Linked DNA regions of Sus scrofa: regions 2 and 3 are each linked to region 1. Evidence: chromatin contacts called from public Hi-C data. All regions are on one chromosome and are shown on one strand. The core of a region is the stretch at or near the end of the contact, and the rest is flanking DNA. Distances in the headings are between cores, read along the strand shown.

Region 1 (3,361 bases), core at 483-2,982:
GCACGAGACACCGCATACAGAGGCTCAATCAATATTTGTTGAATAATCACTATACAGTCCAGGTATTTATGCTGTGATTCAGTGCCCTCTTTCCATTAGGCTCCTTTGTCCTCCCTTCAATCCCCTGCCTGGGAAATGGGACAAGGAAAACAGCTTAGTGTGCAGGGGCCAGCCCCTCCCACAGAAGTGTCTACACTGTCCACTGATGCTATGGGCAAATAGGCACTTTAGGGACCCTCAGGAGATGGGCTGATTTCTAGTCCTGGTGGGGGTGGAGCGAGGAAAGGGCATGCACAGAAAAGCAGAGACACCTGTGGACATTAGAATTGCTCAGTGGAGGGGTTCCCATTGTGGCGAAGCGGGCATGAACCCAAGTAGTATCCATGAGGATGCAGGTTGGATCCCTGGCCTCACTCAGTGGGTTAAGGATCCAGTGTTGCCTTGAGCTGTGGTGTAGGTTGCAACTGATGCTCAGATTGCACATTGCTGTGGCTGTGGCAAAGGCCAGCAGCTACAGCTCCAATTGGACTCCTAGCTTGGGAACTTCCATATGCCTCGAATGTGGCCCTAAAGAGCAAGAAAAAAAGGGGGGGGGGAATTGCTCAGTAGATAGAACCCATTATGAAGCCTCCAGCTTTGGCTCTGGCTCTGGCACTTACCAGTTGTTAACCTCTAGGTGCCTCAGTTCTCTCATCCATAAAGTGGAGATAATAATAGCAGTTAAGACTGTTGTGAAGACTGAATAAACTCATTCAAGTCGAATGATGAGGACATAACACGTTATAATTAGTCATCGGTGTGTGTTTTCATGAAGTAGCCCAGTAACTTGGAGATAAATGAACTATCCCTCCCTCAGCCTAGCATTGTCACCCCTGTCCCAATCCTCTCCTCACTGTCCTCCATTAGACGTTCAGGTCCAACCATCATTGGCGGATGGTCAGAGACCTTCCCACTGCCCTTTCTCTATGTTTCCTTGCTGCAAAGCCCAACTCAGAGATCCATTCTCTGGGACCATCCAAGACTCCTCCAAAGCCAGGACATACTCCTAGAGACCTCCCTGCCAAACTCGAAGTCCCACCCACCACGTTTTATGCCCTCCTCCTTCCACCTGCAGGGGAAAACACCGTGCCAGCCAGCCTTCTCCTTCCCTTCTAGGCTGGTGCTGCTAACCTTGGACCAGGCGGAAGCCAAAGGTGCCCTCGTAGTCCCTACACTGCCCACAACCTCAAAGTCACCACCAACGCTCCCTAAATGGGTACTCCCTACCTCTCTACCACGATCTGTGACCCCCAAGTGTCTATTTCCCAGCCTGTGTGACACCAGAAGGGTCCACACCCGAATTTGTATGACTCTAGGAGTTTCCACTTTCCGGTCTCTGAGTACCAGGGACCGCCCACACCCTTGACAGGGAGCCCAGGAGTAATCCATTCCTGCAGCCTGGAACGGACTACTGAGGGCCGGGGGTGGGGGTTGGGGGGGGACGCAAAATGGAACAGTCTGCCCAGGATCGTACCACTGCGGAGAGGGTGGCCATCTTGTAAGAAACAATTTTGTTTGTGGTGGAGGAAAAAAACGGCTGCCTCATTCCCTAATGGAGAAAGGACTGTCGCCATCCTGCTTGTCCCAAGATTCCTGTACCGTCCTCCCGACTCCCAGCCGCTTCAGGGGGGTGTGCTCACGCTGGTCGCGCCCTCAGCAGCTCTTACACCCGCCATCTTAAACCACTCTCACCGTCCCCTCTATTCCTTAATTTCGAAGTAGCTCGCTAAGCAGCGGAGCCGGTAATTGGCTCAGGGGTGGGGAGAGCAGGATCCAGGGCTCTGATTGGTCGATAGTCAAATTCTCCTCCCAGCTCTTCTTTGAAGCTGCAAGGGTTCGGAGAATAACACAGCCCCGCCTCCGCTTCCGCGCTCCGGGCTTCCATTGGTCACGGGTTCGGAGCATGCGCAGTGGGTGCCAGACCCTTGTGCCTGGCCTCTTAAGCTGCACTTTGGGGCTTTCGTGTGATGGGTTCGAATACCGCCTCGGAGGTTCAGATTGTTTACGTGTAGAAGGGGTAAAAATTAATGTTTACTCCTGGGGGTTAGTAAGATCACACACCAGGGCGTGGTGCCTAGTGCACTGAGCCATACAATCGTAAACTCTGTAACTATCCCACTAGGGTTTTCTTGCCACTGCCCAGGGGTTCTTGCATTCATTATTCTCTAGTCAAAACAAAAGGCGTTCTTTGAGTTTTAGGAAAACTCTCAGAAGTTACTTTAAATAAAAGTACATCTTGCCACAATAGGATGAGCACAGTTGGGCCAGGACTGAAAATTGCGGTGAACATCTTGTGGTCTTCAGATATGATGTACTAAAATTATTAATTTTACTCCTGAAAAGACTGGTACAAAATTACAGGAGTTCAAAGCCCTGACAGCGAGGCCTTTGACAAAATGTATTTAAGAGAATACAAACTTTACCCAGTATTCAATGTTGTGCAAAGCGATGGTTAGGCCTGGTCAGACCACGACAGGATTGCTATGATTGCTAGGTGTTATTTAATGTACATCACAGTGATACCTACTTTAAAGTCTGCAATGTTTACATTATATATGTAAACTAAACTATAAGTCTAGATTATATGCATTATATAAATATAAATACATACATGATTCACAGGGATATAGATGGTATAGGTGGGGCCCCAGTTCACTGGCCTGGGTCAGTCACATGCTGAAAGGGAGGGGACTGTTGATCATTTAACACAGTGCCCCCAATTTTAGGAAGCCTGTGCCCTGAGTCTCCCGCTTTCACCAGACGGGACAAATTTCTCTTAATTCACTCAGAAACTCCAAGTGTATGCCCAGCACTGCCTCCACTGCTGAAAACACAAGCAGGCCTTTGTATCAGCTCTGATTCTATTACAAGTGTGCATATGGGCACTTGAGGTGCTGGGTAGAAAAAAATCGAAAGGTCAGTTAAAGTGTGAGCACTTGGTCATCACTAAATGTTTCTGATGGTGACCGGATTTGTAACATATACTTCAATTTTGTATCTACACTCAGGGTCCACAGTTGGTGAGGGGTGCATTGTTTTTGAGATCTTGCCCTAATGCTTATAGTATGGTATGAACCAACATGCAATACGCTATATAGTTTCTTTTTACAGAAAAACACCCCAAAGTGATACAATTAAAGAAGACAGAAATGGAAGGTCTTTAGCTTATGAATTAAAGGATGAGTCTATTTGAATAAAATAAAAGGATTTAAAAAAAAAACTCCAATAAATAGGAGAGCCTGTCGTGGCTCAGCAGGAACAAATCTGACTGGTATCCATGAGGACGCAGGTTCAATCCCTGGCCTCGCTCAGTGGGTTAAGG
Region 2 (3,361 bases), core at 271-2,770, 100 kb after region 1:
AGGGGAAAAAGAAAAAGATGTGTATATAGCATGTTATCATTTACAAAAAGGAGAAAAATAAAAATGATGAAGACAAGGAGTTCCCGTCATGGTACAGCAGAAATGAATCTGACTAGGAACCCTGAGGTTACGGGTTTGATCCTTGGCTTCGCTCAGTGGGTTAAGGATCTGGTGTTGTCGTGAGCTGTGGTGTAGGTCGAAGACGTGGCTTGGATTCTGTGTTGCTGTGGCTGTGATGTAGGCTGGCAGCTGTACCTCTGATTTGAACCCTAGACTGGGAACCTCCATATGCCACAAGAGTGGCCCTAAAAAAAAAAAAAAAAGTAAAGATATAGTTATAAGGTATCTACTACCTGCCAAACCCTGTTCTAAGTGTCTTACGTGTATTTGGATATTACAATTCTCCCTCTTTTTTTTTTTGCTATTTCTTGGGCTGCTCCCACGGCATATGGAGGTTCCCAGGCTAGGGGTCGAATCGGAGCTGTAGCCGCCGGCCTACGCCAGAGCCACAGCAACGCAGGATCCGAGCTGCATCTGCAACCTACACCACAGCTCACGGCAACGCTGGATCGCTAACCCACTGAGCAAGGGCAGGGATCGAACCCGAAACCTCATGGTTCCTAGTCGGATTTGTTAGCCACTGCGCCACGACGGGAACTCCACAATTCTCCCTCTTTTACAGTTGAGCAAACTGAGGTTTATGTGTGTGAAATATAAGCAATTACTGGGGGCAACTTGGTAGATAGAAGGTAGATAGATTTTCACTGCATATTTCTTTAAATGGGTCCAAATCGCTTTGGATCCATGTGAATATATATGCGACAAAAAAGTTAAATACATTTTAAAAATATATTAATGGGGAGTTCCCGTCGTGGCGCAGTGGTTAACAAATCCGACTAGGAACCATGAGGTTGCAGGTTCAATCCCTGGCCTAGCTCAGTGGGTTAAGGACGCGGCGTTGCCGTGAGCTGTGGTGTAGGTCGCAGACAAGGCTCAGATCCCACGATGCTGTGGCTCTGGTGTAGGCCGGCAGCTACAGCTCCGATTCGACCCCTAGCCTGGGAACCTCCATGTGCCATGAGAGCAGCCCTAGAAAAGGCAAAAAGACCAAAAAAAAAATTTAATTAATGGGAAAAGTGTCAGTGGGTGGGTGACCATCTAAGCCAATCTCTGCCCAGGAAATTCCCTCCCACAGCACGCTGAAGAACTTAGGACTCACAGAGTTGAGATAAGAAGGCTTGGTCTCCAAGAAGCTCCTCGTGGTAGAGACAGAACCAGCCCTCAATCACCAAGTGAACGAACCCACAGACTGCAAACCAGCACAAGGACAGTCTCCGCCAAGTGCTCAGTGGGACGACCGCAGCACGACCTGACAACAGCCAGGTAGTGACGACTAAGACTCCAGAGGCGGAGAAGAGGCCAGCCAGGATATGCCAAGTGGGGCAGTCATTAGGCACAAAGTTGTCCAGCCTCAGGTGCCGAGGCCAGTATGGATGCATGGGGCTGGCGTTGGTGGTCATGTCTTTGTCGGCTGACAGCTGTGGGCTGTGTATGGATATGTAGAAAGGAGAACAAAGAAAGAGGAAAAACCTGGGAAAAAAAAAACAAAGGGAAAGCACAGAATGAGATCATAAAATCAAATCTAGGAGTTCCCCCTCTGGCTCAGCGGTAATGAACCCGTCTAGTATCCATGAGGACGTGGGTTTGATCCCTGGCCCGGCTCGGTGGGTTAAGGATCCAACGTTGCTGTGAACTGTGGTGTAGATTGCAGATGCAGCTCAGACTCCGCATTGCTGTGGCTGTGGCACAGGCTGACAGCTACAGCTCCAATTCAACCCCTAGCCTGGGAAATTCCATATGAGGCCAGTGCTGCCCTAAAAAGACACACACACGCACACAAGCACACGCACACACACAAAATCAATCTGTTATGATAAGAAATGTAAATGGACTCAATTAATTATACGCTGTTTTAAAAACATGACTGGAAGACCACGCAAAGTCTGAAAGTTTGTTCCAGCCCTCCGGAAGCCATATGTGGTGGACACAGGAACCAGAACAGGTCCCAGCCCTCACTGGTTACAGTCTGCAGGGGAAGACAGGAACCAGGTCTAGTCTGCCCTCATTGGTCACAGTCTGGTGAGCAGACACAAGAATCAGACTAGATCCTAGCCCTCATTGGTCACGCTCTGGTGGGGAGAGACACAGGAACCAGGCTTGGTCCACGCTTTTAGAGGTCACAGACGGCTGGGGGAGACAAAGGAGCCAGGCCTGGTTCCAGCCCTCAAGGGTCACAGTCTGCTGGGGGAGACACAACGACCAGGTTAGGTCCCACTGCAGGGGTCTCTGTCTTGCATCATTCAATGGACAGCTATTACCCTCCCCATAGTTCTGACAACTGCAGGACAGAAGAGAGAAAACTAATCAGAAATACTACCCTCAGGTTCAGTGTGTGGGATTGCCCGATCCCTCCTGAAAGAGTGCAACCCGCAGCCAACCTGCAAGAAAGAGGAACGTGGAGGACAGGATCCCAGCTTGGGGCGCTAAAAAGGAAAAGGAGGGTCAAAGACAGAGACCACCAATCAAAACCAGAATCCTCTACTCCAGCTGCCCAATGAGAAGGTGGATCTTCTGTCGTCCGGACAACAGCGCGGTAGCCGGGGATCCTGCGCAAGCGCGTGGGAGGGCGGGGAGGCACGGCGTGGGTTGGCAGGCGGGTGGCGGAGAGAAAGGGTCTCGCGCAGGCGCGCCGAGGGTCGGTCATTTGGCAATTAAGAGCTAGGGGATGGAGTGGCAGTCCTGGCGGAGAGGACTCACCCAGCAGCGCGGTTGCGGCGGCTTCTCCCACAGCCTCCCAGGTCTCTCTAGGCTAGCTCGCAGGGTCCGAGAGAGCCGTGATTCTTACCCATCCCTTCACGGTTTCCTCGCCTTATGGAGTTGGCCAATGGAGAGGCTCGCAAGGCGGCCAGTGCTGCTCCCAACCAGTAGGAATTCTCTGTGTGCCTCCGACCCCGCCCTCATGTGTGGTGCCATTTTCTCTATTGGTTGAGACCCAGTCAGGAGTGGGAGAGGCGGGGAGGGCCAAGGTTGGTGGGCGTTTTAGGGCGGAAGCCAATCTGCGGCGAGTCTCGTCTTCAATTTCCCTATCCGCTTATCAATCCCATCGGAAATCGAGTGTTTATCCTCCCCCCAATCTTCTGTTGAATCAGCATTGCATTGTGTCCTCTCACCTTTGCCCTCGTTTTCAAAGGCGGAGCAATCAGATCTTTTTCCTAGACCAAACTTCCATCGTAATCCTGGAATGCAGCAGGCAGATCACAATCTATACACTGCTCCTCAGCCCTATAGCCATTTGCACCTC
Region 3 (3,361 bases), core at 573-3,072, 72 kb before region 1:
ATCCTTCACCCACTGAGCAAGGCCAGGGATCGAACCCACAACCTCATTGTTCCTAGTCGGGTTCATTAACCACTGAGCCACGACGGCAACTCCAACAGCATGTCCTGTAGACGGTTCCTCCAGCGGGTACATGTGTGACACCCTCATTCTGTTTGTGTCTAGGCCTCTGGATTGTTTTGTGGTCCATATCAAAAGGGTGAGGTCTTGGCTGGGATTTTTTTTTATTTTTCTTTTTAGGGCTGCACCTATGGCATATGTAGGTTCCCAGGCTCTAGGGGTTGAATCGGAGCTACAGCTGCCAGCCTACGCCACAGCCACAGCAACTCGGGATCCAAGCTGTGTCTGCAACCTACACCACAGCTCACGGCAATGCTGGGTCCGTAACCCACCGAGTGAGGCCAGGGATCGAACTTGCATCCTCATGGATCCTAGTTGGGTTTGTTAACCACTGAGCCATGAAAGGAATTCCTTAGCTGGAATTTTTGTTTTTGAAAAAAAAATTTTATTGTAATGATTTTTATGTTTTCCATTATAGCTGGTTTAGTGGTCTGTCAATTTTCTATAGTACAGCAAGAGACCCAGTCACACATACATATATGTCCATTTTTTTCTCACATTATCCTCCATCATGCTCCATCATAAGTGACTAGATATAGTTCCCAGTGCTATACAGCAGGATCTCTTTGCTCATCCATTCCAAAGGCAATAGTTTCTTGGCTGGGATTTTTAAGGTAAATCCCAGGGGGTGAGGTCTCTGAGCTGTTTGGGGGTCTGTGTCTGCGCTGTGAGGTATGTCAGCCATTTGGGATTCACATCCCAGTGTGGAGACGTTTTAATGTCCCAGGGAGTGAAGTCTCTGAGATGTTTGTAGGAGTCTGAGACTGAAGGATGCTATCTATGAACTAACTGTGTGTTCTCTGAGCTTTTTTGCCAGCTTTTGGCCAGAGTATGAGGTCTCTAGGCTGTTTTGTGGTCATTGTCCACAGTGTGAGATCCCTAAACTGTTTTGGACTCTGTGCCCCATGGGGTGAGGTCTCCAGGCTCTTTTGTGCTCTGTGTCCAATGATGGGATATTTCCTGAGCCATTTGGGGTACGTTTCCAGTGCTGAGGTCTCATTCCATCTCACAGCCAGCCTGTACGTGACAGTATAACATGAATCACTCTTTCCCCGCTAGTTGCGTGCTCCTTCCATTCTTGTGAGCACAGACCTGTGCATGTGTATTTCCTTAGAACACATACTTAGAAGTGAACTGCCAGGTCAGAGGAGTCATTTATTTAGCAGTCCCTACTTTGACTACCTAATGTGTGCAAAGCACCGTTTTAAGTGCTGCAGAGACACAGAGGAAACAGAAATCCATATACATCCTGGAGGTACTGCCATCCTAGTGGGAAGGTGTGTCATTTTTTTTATTCCGATAGATGTTGGCACACAAATTCACACTTTCATCAGTAGCACTGGGAGAAATGAAACCTCCTTATGGGCCAGGACTGCAGCAAGGGGTTGGATCCCTTGCCCTCGCTCTCAACAGGCTCATCAGATTTGGGATGGTCCACTGGGGAGATATGTGAGAGTGAGACGGGGAGGGAACATGGGCAGGGGGAGGAAGATGTGAAAGAGAAATATCTACTTAGTTGTATTGGCGTGAACCAATTGACATGATATCAACATCAGTGGAAAACTGATATGAAATAGCCCTTCTTAGGTCACGCACGCAGTGTGAGGGGTGGGAATGAATAGTTAATGATGAGACATTGCAGATCCTGGACACACCTTTGCGGGATGGGACAGTCCACTCTGGGAGGTACCACGGGGACGGGGGGGGGGGCCGTGTACTTTGGAAGAAACCACTGTGCATGTGAGGACACCTAAGACTTTGCGCATGGATCAGCCCCTGCCCCAAATGGAGAGAATGGCGATGCCCTGACCGACCTTGGCCTCGGAGGCCAGGCATGTGGGGGGAACCCCACCCTCAACCTGGAGCCTCCACCTATCTGGAAGCCGCCATCACCATGACCTTTCATTTGGTCCCGCCTGGGTTGGTTCTACCGAGTCTAATCAACAGCGGCGGGGTGGGGTGGGGGTGGGGTTGGAAGGCGGTAGCTGGAGCGGTGATTGGCTGCTGGGTGAGTAGGGTGGGAGCAAGTCCTGCCCTCAGCTATGATTGGCCGCCGTGAGATTGCCTACTCAAGCTCTTCCAGGGTACAGAGGTTTTCCCAAATCTCTTACAGGCTATGAGCCGGATCCCCCTGGCTCCAGGCTGTCATTGGCTACTGGTTTGGCGCAGGCGCTATGGCTCTCGGTTTGGCGTTTGGGGTTGCTGAGGCAGGGCTTTGGCTACTGGAGACTGTAGGTTCGAATCCCATCTAGGAACTTCAGTTTCCGCACCTGTAAAAGAAGCTGGCATTATTGGCTGACACAGATTGTGTCGGGTAATCTTTTCTATTCTCTTCTATCTGTTCTTTCTCTTTTTAAAACAATGCTTATTGCATCCCATTATATTGATTTCTGGATCCACTCCCAGGTCACAACAGCACTGAAAAAAAATTCTCCAGGGCTTCTGACATCCGTGTAACAGGCTGCCTCTGTAGGTCCGAGTCCTGCAGAGAAGGTTCAAGGCGATCTCACGATCCTCCTCCAAATCATCCCTTCCTCCCTCCGGAGAGGATGACTTGGAAGTTTCCTGTCCCCTCTGGTCCAGGCCTGAGTTGGGGTGTGGGGCAGTGCATGTATGAAGGAGTAGGGTGAGGGGCTGGGCCATACCCGGCTAGAGAGCAATGCATGATCTCATGCTGTAAGCTGGAGGGGCGTGTGGCAATTAAAAGGAGAATTTTGAAGGCGGGGGGAGGGGCGAGACTTAAAGGAGTAAACTTTTTAATGATGGGATTTTAAGTATCAGGCTGGGGAGATGTTCGGCTGAGTGTAGGTGAGTAGGAGGAAAGTGGTTCTCAAGTCAGTCAACTCATAAGGTTCCTGTGCTGTGTGCAGTTTGGGGGACTTGTGTCTGGAATGTCAAATCTCAGACTTGCGTTGGAATCTCAGTTCAGGGCAGGGCATCTCTGAACAAATTGTGAAGTCTCTCAGCTATTTTGAGGTCTGCATCACAGGGGTTTTAGGTCTTCCAGATGTTTGTGGGTCTCTGTCCTAGGGTGTGAAATCTCTAAGTTGTTTGAGGGTCCTTGTCTTTGCAAGTGTAGGGTTTTGGTTTTTGTTCTTTCTTAAAGTTGAATCTGACTTTTGGTTTTTGGCATTTCTTGGACTGCGAAAGGGGCTTAATGTTGTTTTCTGAGCTTGTGGAACGATGTATTTAAGCTTTATAAGTTACTTTTTATGTCCTTAGATCTTTTTCCCTTTAAAAATTA

What was found. A called contact is a pair of places that touch in the nucleus more often than the background predicts.
Region 2: a Hi-C map of liver shows a contact between it and region 1, with 8 times the contacts expected there. The contact joins the promoter of EBP here to the promoter of WAS in region 1. A contact is called at or near these places in 2 of 47 Hi-C or Micro-C datasets (heart right ventricle and liver).
Region 3: a contact with region 1 is called in a Hi-C map of liver, with 5 times the contacts expected there. The contact joins the enhancer-like site here to the promoter of WAS in region 1. A contact is called at or near these places in 1 of 5 promoter capture datasets (liver), 6 of 47 Hi-C or Micro-C datasets (embryonic fibroblasts, heart right ventricle, liver and 1 more) and 1 of 2 datasets of contacts at active chromatin or transcription factors (alveolar macrophages).

Annotation. Positions count from the first base shown.
Region 1 is chrX:42,772,968-42,776,328 of Sscrofa11.1, reverse strand. It overlaps WAS (wiskott-Aldrich syndrome protein), which reads right to left and starts at 1,732. Exons shown (of 13, transcript XM_021080063.1): 1 at 1,514-1,732.
Region 2 is chrX:42,670,218-42,673,578 of Sscrofa11.1, reverse strand. EBP (emopamil binding protein (sterol isomerase)) reads right to left here and starts at 1,520. Exons shown (of 4, transcript NM_001167646.1): 1 at 1,220-1,520. The coding sequence starts at 1,520.
Region 3 is chrX:42,845,327-42,848,687 of Sscrofa11.1, reverse strand. No RefSeq gene overlaps it. Among named protein-coding and RNA genes, the nearest start is that of GLOD5, 30 kb to the left of the region's middle. Within about 2 kb of position 1,822, at least 70 of the 83 cell types and tissues checked have an H3K27ac peak or open chromatin away from gene starts, as enhancers often do. A contact at or near this core is called in alveolar macrophages, embryonic fibroblasts, liver and 1 more, where this site is marked.